Regions from separate parts of the Hordeum vulgare genome. Here region 2 is linked to region 1. The links are chromatin contacts, called in public Hi-C maps. All regions are on one chromosome and are shown on one strand. Each heading gives the region's core, a stretch centred on a gene start, on an enhancer-like site or on the middle of the called end of the contact. The rest is flanking DNA. Distances are from core to core; before and after follow the strand shown.

Region 1 (6,577 bases), core at 3,538-6,037:
TCTTATTTATTCCTATCATCATTCTATTCCACCCGAAGTCCTGAAAGTCCATGACTCACGCTCAGGTGTGGAGTGAAGTTAAAAAGCTAAAGCCGTGAAAAAGTATGAGTCAACTGCTTGGTTAGGCACTGGGGTGGTCATGATTTATAGTTAACATTAGGAAGACACAGCTATGCCATTGCTTACATGATCAAATGAATTTGGGAATAACGTTCTTTAGTGTTGTTATTTTGAAAGTCAATTATCATTTGCTAGTATATATCTTTATTATCATTTCAATATTTACTAACTCATCATTTCTCAACATTTATACCCTAAAGAATTACAAGATAAACATGTTAGGTAGCGTTCAATGTTAATTTTTTGTTTTTTATCATTTACCTACTAGACAGCGAGCATGAATTAAGCTTGGGGATGCTGATACGCCCCCGACGTATTTATAATTTTTGATTGTCTCATGCTATTATATAACCAATCTTGCTTGCTCTCTAGACCATTTTATATCATTTGTAGGAATTAACGTATTAATCTAGTGCCAAGTGAGAGTTCTTGTTTTTGTCTATTTTCTTGTTTCTTGGAAAACCAATAGCAAACGAAGTCCAAAAGGAACGAAACTTTACGGTGATTTTTTCTGGACCAGAAGGAACTGTAGAAGCTTCGGGTGAGGCAAGAAGACAAACAAGAGAGCCACAAGCTCACATGGAACGCCCCTAAGGGGCGAGCCATCTCAGCTTGTAGGGCACTCGTGTGTCCGTTTAACCTAATTCTGCTTCTATAAATTCTCATAAATCCAAAAAATATCAGAAGGAGACTTGAAACAATTTTTTCGCCGCTGCAAGTCTCTGTTCTCCCACAATCCCATCCGAGGGCCTCTGCATGTAATTATCAGAGGCGGAATCGATCACAGCGGCCATGTTCATCAACATTGTTGCCTCCGTGGTGATGTGTGAGTAGTCTATCGCAGACCTATAGGTCGACAGTGATTAGCTAGATGTCTCTCTCTCTTTGATCTTCAATACAATGTTCTCTTCGGAGATCCATACGATATAATCATGTTTTGCGATGTGTTTGTTGGGATCCGATGAATTGTGGGTTTATGGTCAAATTATTCATTGAAAGTAACTCAGTCTTTTCTGAACTTTATTATACATGATTGTTATATCTATGTATGCTTTCCAATCTATGAGTTTGATTTAGCCGAGTAGATGAGTAGATCATCACATGGAGTGGTGCATAGTAGTGGGTTCAATCTTGTGGTGTCCTCAGCCAGTGACGGAAGGGATAGTGAGGCACGTATTGGTATTGTTTCTACTAAGGATAAACAATGGGGGTCATATTGCTTGATTCTATTATGTTTACATTATGTCATCTTGTTTAAAGTGTTACTTTGTTTGTCATAAACTTAATACCATAGGTGCATGCTAGATAGCGGTCGATTGGTGGAGTAATAGTAGTAGATGCAGGCAAGAGTCGGTCCAGTTTTCACGGACGTAATGCCTATATACATCATCATGTCATGAATAACATCATAATTATGCGCTCTTATATCAATTGCCTAAAAGTAATTTGTCTATCCACCGCATGCTATATTCTTGAGAGAGATGCCTCTAGTGAGAATTATGGCCCCAGGGTCTACTCAACATATTTACTAAAACTCTAAATACCTTGCTGTAATTTATTTACTTTTATTTTATTATACAATTTATTTATCTACCATTATCATATTTAATCCATGCAATTAACGAGTACAAGGGGATTGACAACCCTTTTGTCCGCGTTTGGTACAAGTATTTATCCTTGTCTCTGTAGGTATTGTCAACGGCTATTTGCATGATTCTTCTATTGGTTCGATAAACCTTGATTCTCCACTCAGAAGAATACTTATTGCTAATTTACTACTTCATCCCTTTCTCTTCGGGAAAAAACCCAACACATCAACAAAATAGCATTCTGCTAACCCCTTTCAGGAGGGCAAACGAAGGTCGAGAGCTTAGAGTCCGAGGGACCTTGTACGCTCGGACTAGCTGGGAGTACACTGGAAACAACTACACTCTAAGTGCCCCGAGCACCATTCTCGTCAACCCGCCCATAGAACTTTGGTCATGCTCCAACGAGATGACTAGACCTATTTAAAATCATTATCGTGCCACTTTGTTAGTGTACAACGAGCTTCAATATAAGGCCGCCGTACAAACCCTCGATAATTTCTGACCATGCTACCAAGGACACACCCTAGTGGACAGTCAACAACATCCGCTCGACATCAAAGTTCGTCATCGATTAAAGTAAATGCTATAACAAAATAGCAGATTATGTGCATCAAGCATCAAAGTTCATCACCAGTGGAAATAAACGCGGTAAAAAACAAGTCATGAGAATTGAGACCACTTCAACAAAATTTAAGAAACATTTGTGAGTGATAGTGTATTTATGACACCGCTTCAGGAAACAACGCATCGTCTTTCATTCGTCCATGCGCGTGCATCCCCTTCCAGCCACATGCCCTCCTTGTGAACGTTGTGACCGGGCTTGCTCGAAATGTCCAATATGGTGGTTCCTCCAAAATGAGACTCCGTGTTGCCTTGAGTTATGTGTTATGTAGGCCTAGATGGACGCATAAGTAACCAAATTCACCAAAATTGCATCACGAAGCCTGGTTGAGAGATATGCCGATAATCAAATAGGGTTTGCATGATCGTGTTTTGGGACATAATTGCGTGGTCGAGATGAGCATGTATACCATCACGACGGTGGCACACAAGACGCAAGTCCACCAAGTCAAAGCTGAGATAGGAAAGGCTTCGTATGGATGCGAACAGGTGCTTCGGCGAAATCACTAAATAGGTAGGGGGTACTTCTTGCAAAGATCACTCTCGCCTCGTGTGATCATGACAAGTGGCGCATTGCATGTGTGGCATTTGTCACAACATAGGAGTTTGTTGGGATTTTCTTCTCACATACGGGAGTCATGCATTGTTTTATTTGTTTTTCCTTCATATATTCACTTTTAGGTTTTATCTTTTGAACTATGCATCCAACTCATAAATCATTTTCATCATTGTATTTCCCGTATCAAGATGTTCGATTCTAGATTTCATGTTGATAGGTTTCGACGATCTTATTTTTGATAATTATGTGCTTCCAGCTTGCACTTATTTGTGCTTCCAACTTCTGCTAATCCGTGCTTTCAAGTAAACTAACTTGCATGGTGTGTATTTCACACGAAAACACATCTATTATTCACTTTTGAGGAAGCACAAAAGCACAACTCTGTTGCGCACAGAAAAGTTAAAGTCAAAAGGGAAAAAATCAAGACTGAAAAAAAATACACAAAAGAGGAAACCAAGAAAAAAAACAGAAACCAAAAAACGCCAAACCTTGGAATCCAAAAAAAGAAACCAAGAAAAACACAAACTGAAAAAAATCATGGAAGCACAATTATGCTTTATCCGGAAACACGATTGTACTTTGCTTTTTGAGAAACACGTATTATTCTCCCATGAAACATAATTATATTTCATGCATAAGTATTCCCTCTGTTTCTAAATATAAGTCTTTTAAAAAAATTCACTGAATAACTACATACGAAGCAAAATAGATGAATCTACACTTTAAAATATTTCTATATACATACGAATGTAGTCCTTTATTGAAATATTTAAAAAAACTTATATTTAAGAACGGAGGGAGTACAATTGTGTTTCACTTCCGGAGAAGCACAGAAACAGAACTATGGAAGCACAATCCCGTCTCACGAGAAAAATAAACTAGTTGCTCCGATACTCCGGTGCTCCGCGCAACTGATATGTATCGCACGTTGCAATACGTATCACACCGTCGCCCACGCTAGTCGAACATGGGCTAAGGCTCAGGAAAGTATTTTTCTGGTTGATTTCCACATTATTATTTTTTCTTCTCTTTATTGCTTCTCTGGTCACTTTTTTGTTCTCTTTTTAATTATTTTCTGTTGCTTTTGTTATTTTTACTTTTCACTTCCTTTTACTTTTTGAAAAATCATAGAATATCTATTCAAATTCACAAATTTTGCAAATTCACAAATATTTCTTCTATGTGTTTATTCTGTCCGATTTTCTGTTTTTCCTTTCTTTTCTCTTTGATATTGTTTCTAAATAAAATATTCATTGTGCATTAAAAAAATCAGTACGTACTAGGAAAACAATCTACAATATATAAAAAATCACCATACATTTTTATGGAGTTCACTGTATATAAAAAGTCATTGTATATTTAAAAAAGGTTTAGTATGTATTGATAAATTTTTCATTGTATACTAAAAAGTGCTCATTGTATATTAAAATGTTGTTCAATATGTATTTATAGAATGTTCAGTATATTTTAAATTTGTTCCGAATGTATTTAAAAATATTCATTGTATATAAAAATTGTTCAGCGTATATTAAAATGTTTATTGTGTATTTAAAAATGTTAACCATATATTGGAAATGAGAAGAGAAAACTATATAAAAAGGGAAAGTTATTTAAAAATCAATAGAAAACCAAAAAACATCATAAATGGAAGAGAAAATAAAATTAAATTAAAACGTAGTGCATACGCTAGGCTCTAGGAGCTACCTATACGGACGGGCCGGTCCAAATTGACCGATGGGGGGACGAGCTATGTGAGCAACACACGTCGTAGCAATCGCTATTAGCGACACATGACCATACGTGCCCCGGCTGTCTTTCCTAACTTGTAAGCTTATACGTACAACACACGTCTAAAACCTTTTTCTTTAGCAGAATCCCATAAGATCATCTCACCCTCAGCATCCTCCCTCATGACAAAGGACGCATCCATGTTAAGTTTGGCCCATCCATCCATTGGCTTAGTCCACCGTTGTACGGAAAATCCTATTTGCCGCTCTGTGCGAAGCGGTGTCGAGGCTTCGCACAGAGCGGGAGGGGAATCAGTCTGACCCGGTAGCGGCGCTTCAGTGTCTGGTTTTGGAACCTTCTAGAGGTTCTCAGCCGGTTTTTTTCAGTTTGGGAAACTTCTAGAAGGTCTCATTAGCTGTTTTTTTTTCTTTTTCATTTTATTTATTCTTTCTGTTTCTTTTTTCTTTTCTGTTTCTGTTTCCAAAAATATTCCGTATTTTCAAAAAATATTATTGGAATTTCAAAAAATGTTCTATATTTTATGAAAATTGCTCTTGGTTTCAAAATTTGTTCTTAAGATTCAAAATATTCTCAGTTTTAAAACAATTCTTAAGATTCAAAAAAAGGACGTGCTTAAAAAATTGTTTGCGCTTCCAAAGTTATTCGGGTTTTTTCAAAATTGTTCTCTGTTTCAAAATTTGCTCTTCAAATTCAAAAAAGTCCGTGCTTTAAAAATTTGTTCGTGCTTCCAAATTTCTTTGGGATTTTTGAAATTTGTTTTCTGTTTCAAAATTTGTTCTCAAGATTCAAAAAATATTCGTGCTTCAAAAAATTGTTTACGCTTCCAAATTTGTTCACGATTTTTCAAAATTGTTCTATGTTTCAAAAAAAAATCTTCAACTTCAAAAATGTTCGTGGTTTAAAAATTTCCTTGTGCTTTCAATTTGTTTGTTTTTTTTCAAAATTGTTCTCCTTTTAAAATTTTGTTCTCAAGATTCAAAAATGTCCGTGCTTTAAATAATTGTTTGTGCTCACAAATTTGTTAATGTTTTTTTAAAGTTGTTCTTGGTTTTACTTTTTTTATCCATTTCAAAATGTCCGTGCCTTCGAATTTGTTCTCCTTTTCAAAAGTTTGTTCACAAGATTCAAAAAAAAATTGTGCTTCCAAATTTGTTCCTTTTTAAAAAATTGTTCTCGGTTTCAAAATTTGTTCCCAAAACTCAAAAAATGTTTGCGCTTAAAAATTTCGTCACGCTTTCAAATTTGTTTGGGGTATTTCAAAATTTTGTTCTCAAGATTAAAAAAAAATTGCACTTCTAAATTTGTTCACTTTTTTTAAATTGTTCTTGGTTTTAAAATCTGTTCTCAAAATTCAAAAAATGTGCATGCTTTCAAAATTTGTTTGCGCTTTAAAATTTGTTCGGGGTTTTCCAAATTTTTGTTATCAAGATTCAAAAAATATTCATGCTTCCAAAAAAATTCATGTTTTTGAAAATTATTCTCGGTTTCCAAATTTGTTCTCAAAATTTATTTATGTTTTAGAAAGTTGTTTGCGGTTTCTAATTTGTTTTTGGTTTTTCAAAATTGTTTTTTTTTCAAAACTTTGTTCTCAAGTTTTAAAAATATTTGTGCTTTAAAAAATTGTTCGCAATTCCAAATTTGTTCATGTTTTTTAAAAATTGTTGTTCAAATTCGAAAAGTGTGTTTGTTTCAAATAAAAAAGAAAAAGAAGGAAGAAAGAAAAACAAACAAAAATGAAAATAAACAGAAAAGGAAAAAATAACAGAAAAAAAAGAAATTAAACTGGGTCGGCCCAATCGGTTCGCCCCATGTGCGGCGCAGGGGCTGCCGCAATGAGGGACAGGTAGGAGCTCCCCCGTTGTACCACTTCCATGTCCCTCCTAGGAGCCTGAATTCGTTTAAAGGATACATAAGTTTTCCTCTTTACCGGGTCCACATG
Region 2 (6,622 bases), core at 3,125-5,624, 400 kb before region 1:
CGGTGATATGCCAATTGCTATTTACCCTTCATAAGGACCCTCTTCATCGAATCCGATCTGACTAGAGTGCGAGAGACATACACCCGCTAGCCACCTTATGCAACAAGTACATGTCAGGCGGTGGAACCAGTCTCATGTAAGCGTACGTGTAAAGTCGGTCCAGGCCGCTTCATCCCACAATGTCGCCAAATCAAGATAGGACTAGTAACAATAAGCAAATTGACCAAATCATTGCCCACAACTTACTTGTATTCTACTCGTGCATAGAATCTATGCATAGACCTAGCTCATGAGGCCACTGTTGGGTAACGTAGTAATAATTCAAAATTTTCCTACGTGTCACCAAGATCAATCTAGGAGATGCTAGCAACGACAGAGAGAGAGTGCATCTTCATACCGTTGAAGATCGCTAAGCAGAAGCGTTGCAATGAACGCGGTTGATGGAGTCCTACTCGTGGCGATTCAAATCACGGAAAATCCGATCCAAGCGCCGAACGAACGGCGCCTCCGCGTTCAACAGACGTACATCCCGGGGACGTCTCCTCCTTCTTGATCCATCAAGGGGAAGGAAAAGTTGAGGGCTCACGACGGCGTGGTGGCGGTGGAGCTTGTTGTTCTCCGGCATGGCTTCGCCAAGCACTATGGAGGAGGAGGTGTAGGAGGGGTAGGGATGCGCCAGGTGGAAGAGATTCAGGTGTGTTGCAGCCCTCTCACCCCTCCTCTATTTATAGGGGGAAGGGGAGAGGGTGCCGACCACCTTAGATGGCCTAGGAGGGGGCGGCGGCGGCCAAGGGGGGTGGCTTGCCTCCCAAGTTGGTGGGAGGCTGCCCCCATGCCCTAGGGTTCCCAGCCCTAGGCGCCTTGGGCCCTTGGCTGGTGCGCACAAGCCCACGAGGGAGCTGGTTCCCTCCCACCTTCGGCCCACGTGGCCCTCCGGGACAGGTGGCCCCTCCTGGTGGACCCCCGGAACCCTTTCGGTGGTCCCGGTACAATACCGATAAACCCAGAAATCTTTCCGGTGACCGAAGCTGGATTCCCCATATATAAATCTTCACCTCCGGACTATTTTGGAACTCCTCGTGACCTCCCGGATCTCATCCGGGACTCCGAACAACTTTCGGTAACCACATACAATTCCTATTACAACTCTAGCGTCACCGAACCTTAAGTGTGTAGACTCTACGGGTCAAGGAACCATGCAGACATGACCGAGACACCTCTCCGGGCAATAACCAATAGCGGGATCTTGATACCCATATTGGCTCCCATATGTTCCATGATGATCTCATCGGATGAACCTTGATGTTGGGGATTCACTTAATCCCGTATACAATTCCCTTTGTCTATCGGTATGATACTTGCCCGAGATTCAACCGTCGGTATCCCTATACCTTGTTCAATCTCGTTATTGACAAGTCTCTTTACTCGTTCCGTAATACATTATCCTGTGGCAAACTCCTTTATCACATTGAGCTCATTATGATGATGTATTATCGAGTGGGCCCAGAGATACCTCTTCGTCATACAGAGTGACAAATCACAATCTCGATTTGTACCAACCCAACAGATACTTTCGGGTATATCTGTAGTGCACCTTTATAGTCACCTAGTTACGTTGTGACGTTTGATACACCCAAAACATTCCTACGGTATCCGGAAGTTGCACAATCTCATGGTCTAAGGAAATGATACTAGACATTAGAAAAGCGCTAGCAAACGAACTACACGATCTTGTGCTATGCTTAGGATTGAGTCTTGTCCATCACATCATTCTCCTAATGATGTGATCCCGTTATCAACGACATCCAATGTCCATGGTCAGAAAACCATAAACATCTATTGATCAACGAGCTAGTCAACTAGAGGCTCACTAGGGACATGGTGTGGTCTATGTATTCACACATGTATTACGGTTTCCGGTTAATACAATTAAAGCATGAACAATAGGCAATTACCATGAACAAGGAAATATAATAATAACCATTTCATTATTGCTTCTAGGGCATATTTTCAACAGTTGAACCATTTGAATATGTACGCCCCATTACAACACACATGGACAATTAACTATTTAAGATAAGATTGATGTTGAACCATTTGAAATGTCCAACTATGACAGAAAACCGAGTGGGAAGGGGAGGGCCCGGTGGGAAAATGAAAGGGTGTGTCGTGGGTTCTTTTTGGGACCTTGTGTTGGAGATAACATCGCAAATAGTTCGGACGAATATATTTCTCCTCCATATATGGGCTGAATTTGAGAAACCCAGACACCATACGGTTAAAATTTTGGGAGCTTGTTGGGTGTCGTTCGATGTCCCGACACATTGAGACATATGAGGGAGGAGCAAGTTTCGACCTTGAGACACAATTTTTGATTAATATATATGTGTTGTAGGTCGTAACAAGGCACAAACGTTCTACTAGTTGACAGAAGTTTGTACTCCTATATGACAGTGTATAGACCGGCAGTGGCTATGGAAGGATTGTGGGGGATGACAGACGGTTGGTGATGACTGCCTGTTTATTTATGGTCTCGTGTTCTATATACGCATGTCGGACATGCAGCCTGTTTGTATTTCATATTATTGCTCGATCGATCGTGTGATCCTACATTCCCTGTGTCCTGATCACACAGCTGAACTATGTGCCGAATTCCCACACGACTCAACTGCTACTGGATCAACGAACAGTGGTCGATGGACCGATCGTTCGGCGCCGCTCCAGAGCGACTGCAACTCCGCGAGTACTCCGAATCGTACGCCTCCTTTCGTCGTCCGGCCGCGCCACTTACATCATTAACTCCGGCGGTTCGGTTGGCGCCTGGTACGATCGACCACACCAAACTCTGTGCGGCACGACGCGCACGGGGCTGTACGTCGCCGCGCGGCCATGCGGAGCCATGGCACCGCGCCTCGCCGTTCGGCCCATGCGGTTCGGTTGGGGATGTAGGAGTACGTCAGTTCAACCCGGCACAACGGTGGCATGCGCCTCCCACTCTCCCGGTTCCAGGCAAATGGGAAGGGCGGCACAGGCAGGCACGGCCAACTAATTTGCCCGGATCTCGTCGCTGCTTTGAATTCTGATCGTCCGGCCTGCCAGTGATCCGCTTGAATTTGCAGCTGGTCGTCCTGCATGCTGCCAGTCCTTCCTCGATGCACGCCTTGGCGCGCGGTTGTTGGTCGGGGTTGATCGGCGCGTACTGTAGTCCGTAGCTATCTCTACATAATGTGATGCGAACGGTTGTGGTTGTGGGCGTACATGCATGCACGCGTGGTGCCAGCCGGCCGGTACCGCGGTACTATTTGCTGTCCATCCGTATGCAGCGCTAGCAATCTCTGTCTTATTTTTTGTAGAGGATCCACGTCCCTGTCGCCTCGCCATGCATATGGAGGGGAGATGCGGACGAGCATTGGTGACCGAGAGAGCTTTTGTGGACGACCATACGGAGGTTGAGGTTGTTGATCAGCATGCCGTAACGTGCATCCCCGCCACTTTGATCCACCACCGTCCTTTTATACCCCCCAAAGACTCCTGAACCCGATATATTGTCTCGTCCAGGGTCATGCCGTCATGGACTCATGGTGCAGTTAACTTCAAATTTAAGGCGAACCCCATTTGATTCTTGGACCGGGTCAGTGCTGTCTAGTTCAAGGTCACGCCGTCACGGCAAGAACCAGTCGAAACCGAGGTGCTGGTCTCGTTACCTTGACGCACCTCACCTGCAAAGTCCACTGCCGGTTTAATTCGCGAAAACTACAGCTTCCCCGTCGCAATCTTTCTCCCACAGATCTAATGCTGCTACACTACACTACAATCCAATTGTTCGATCAAATCAGTTTAAACTCCTGTGGCGGGCACAGCGGCACGAGGAGACTGGTTTCGTCGCGAGTACGATCCAAGCGATGGCGGATCTCAAGCCTGAGGCTCTGAGCTCGGTGGCCATGGGCTGGGCTGGTCCTCCGGCCTAAGCGAGCAGGGGTTCTTTGACTTCAAAATCGCAGGCGGAGTAGCACCTCGCCTGGAGGCACCTCGCGAAAGTCACCAGCCGGCAGACGTCGTCGCAGCTGCAGTGACGCAACAAGTGACAAGAGGCGGGAAAGGGTCGATCGGCGCCTCTCCACTCCACTGTATGTCATCAGGCTCAGGAGGACGGAATCCACCGCATTCAGTTCCACGCACGGGACTCGGGGTCGCGCCACGATTCTGGATTCATTGGCAGCATGTTGGAGAGTGCGGGGCGGTCCAGCAGATGGGTCGACGTCCGGATTTATGGTGTCCTCCCTACCCAACCTGCCGTGCCGACTGCCCTTAATGTGCCCGCTCAAAAACTCATGATACGTACGAGTATTTGCGCAGTGAATACAACACGTGTATCTCCTCTCATGAGATGCAAAATCTGAGAGAAGAGGCCCTTCAGAAAAATATATCTGAGAAGAGGAGGAGAGGAGAGCGATAAATGGAGATCGAGAGAGAGGAACAATGCAGGGAGGGAGAGATGGTCCAGACGGGGTGTGGGAAGCATTAAACGCACCAACGACCCGAACTGACGGGCATTCATGTCCCGCGTCGTCCTGCCTGCCTGCGTCTAGGCTGAGCCCTCGTTCCCTTCCCCGTGAAGTAGCGAAGACTGCAAGAAAAGACGTCGTCCCACGTACACGCACAGTAGAGGCTACAGACGCAAGCAACCAACACGGCGCACCACAGCAAGCACAGCACTGAGCACTGTCGCCTCGCCAGCCGCCACCACCGCAAGGCAAAAGCCACCCTCCCTACGCTAGCGTCCGACCACCGCAAATCCCAACCGAACAAAAGGCCATTCTTCTCCGTAGACGCTAGCGTTCGATCCGCAGCCATGGTGTCCTCCCCGTCCCCTTCCCCTACCTCCACTTCTGCGGTGAGTTCTTACGATATGCATGTATGCCTCTGTTCGTCGAGTTGGGTCGTGGATGCTCCTTTCTTGCTTGCTTGCTTGCTTCAGAGCTGCAATGCTAAGCGGTAATCATCAGGTATCCGAGACCAAGCGGCACGCCGGCGTCGCGACGACGGCCTCGGAGAAGCTGGACCAGAAGTACGCGCACTCCGCGACGCCGCTCCACGGGCATGGTGGTGGTGGTGGCGCCAAGAAGACGCCGCGGCGGGGGAGGAGCGAAGGCGGCGCCGCCGACTCGGCGGCCTATGTCGCGGCGGTGTCCTGCTCCGACTGCCGCTTCAAGCAGCGCGCCCTGGCGCCGGCGTCGCCAGGGGCCGTTATCCGCTCGCTGTTCGTCTCCCTCACCCGACGCTCCACCCCGCGCTCCTCGCCGTCTCCGACGTCGGCCTCGGAAGGCGACGCGGGTGAGGGCGAGCAGTGGCGCCTGGCCGCGGCCGACCTCTCGCGGCGGCTCGCCGCGGCCACGCGGACGCGGGACGACGCGGTGGAGGAGACCTCGCGGCTGAAGCAGTCCCTCGCCGAGCTGGAGCTCAAGCTCGCGCGCCTCGAGGCCCGCGTGCTCCCCACGCCGGCCGCCGCCGTCTTCCCCGTCGAGTCGTTCCTCCGCGCCGTCTCCACGGCGCGCGCCACCGTGCGGAACCTCACGCGCGCGCTCTCCACCCACCTGCGCAGCCCCGCGAGCCCCGGCCCCAACCTCGAGAGCTTCCTGAACCGCGCCTTCCACGCGGACTTCGAGCTGGACACCGACGGCGACGTCCACACCGCGGACCCAGCGGGCCGGTGCGAGGCCAACCTCGCGGCGTACCACGCCGTGGCGGCGCTGACCTGGGAGGAGGTGCTCATCCACGGGACGAAGCACTACAGCGACGGGCTGAGCCGTTTCTGCGACGCCAAGATGAGCGAGGTGGTGTCGTCCCTCGGGTGGGCGCGCGCGCGCCCGTGGCCGGAGCCGCTGCTGCAGGCCTTCTTCCTGGCGGCCAAGGGCGTGTGGGGGGTGCGCCTCCTGGCGCGGTCCGTGCACCCGCCGCTGCCCGTCGTGCGCGTCGACCGCGGCGCGCGCTTCGACTCGCGGTTCATGGAGGACGCCGCGGCCTCGCGCGCCGGGCGGCTGGAGCCGGCCAGCGTGAAGATGATGGTGGCGCCGGGGTTCCACGTATACGTCGCCGGCGCCGGCGTGGTGAAGTGCAAGGTCGTGTGCTTCTACAACAACAGCCGCACCGGCAGCCACATAATTGGCGGGAGCAGCGCCAACGGCGGCGAGGGGTTGGGGAGTAGCTGTACCGATATGAATGGTGGCGGTACGGATGCGGTGAAGAGCTGTCAGAGTAGCAGGGTATAGTCAAAAAAAAAAACACGAGGACGGATTTTACTTGTGTGGTAAAAACAGGGTTTGCATTCAATTGATGTGTGAATATGGGGTGTTAATTCCGCTCTTGTGATTCAGATTTATTTGATCTCGAACGACATTTCTGCGTTCAGCCTGAAGTGAAGTGATCATCTTTTGGTTCGCTGCTGCACAAGCTACACCGTCATGACGGCAGCCGCGCAAGCCCGAGACAAAATCTGATAATTGTTGATTGGACCTTCCAACGATCTTGACTGGCCATGCGGGTGCTCCTTTCAGCGAAAACGATGCCACGGATCCTTGAACGTAAAAGGGTAACACCAACGTGCATCATCAAACCGACTTCA

Evidence for each region. Hi-C and Micro-C count contacts between places; a contact is called where the count stands out from the background.
Region 2: a contact with region 1 is called in a Hi-C map of leaf, with 4 times the contacts expected there. The contact joins the promoter of LOC123446700 here to the enhancer-like site in region 1. A contact is called at or near these places in 2 of 6 Hi-C or Micro-C datasets (leaf and seedling).

The regions. Positions count from the first base shown.
Region 1 is chr4H:500,824,496-500,831,072 of MorexV3_pseudomolecules_assembly, reverse strand. No RefSeq gene overlaps it. Among protein-coding and RNA genes, the nearest start is that of LOC123449153, 9.2 kb to the right of the region's middle. Within about 2 kb of position 4,787, at least 2 of the 3 cell types and tissues checked have open chromatin away from gene starts, as enhancers often do. A contact at or near this core is called in leaf, where this site is marked.
Region 2 is chr4H:501,225,211-501,231,832 of MorexV3_pseudomolecules_assembly, reverse strand. It overlaps LOC123446700 (IRK-interacting protein-like), which reads left to right and starts at 4,374. Exons shown (of 2, transcript XM_045123257.1): 1 at 4,374-4,894; 2 at 5,007-6,355. The coding sequence starts at 4,853. The coding sequence ends at 6,269.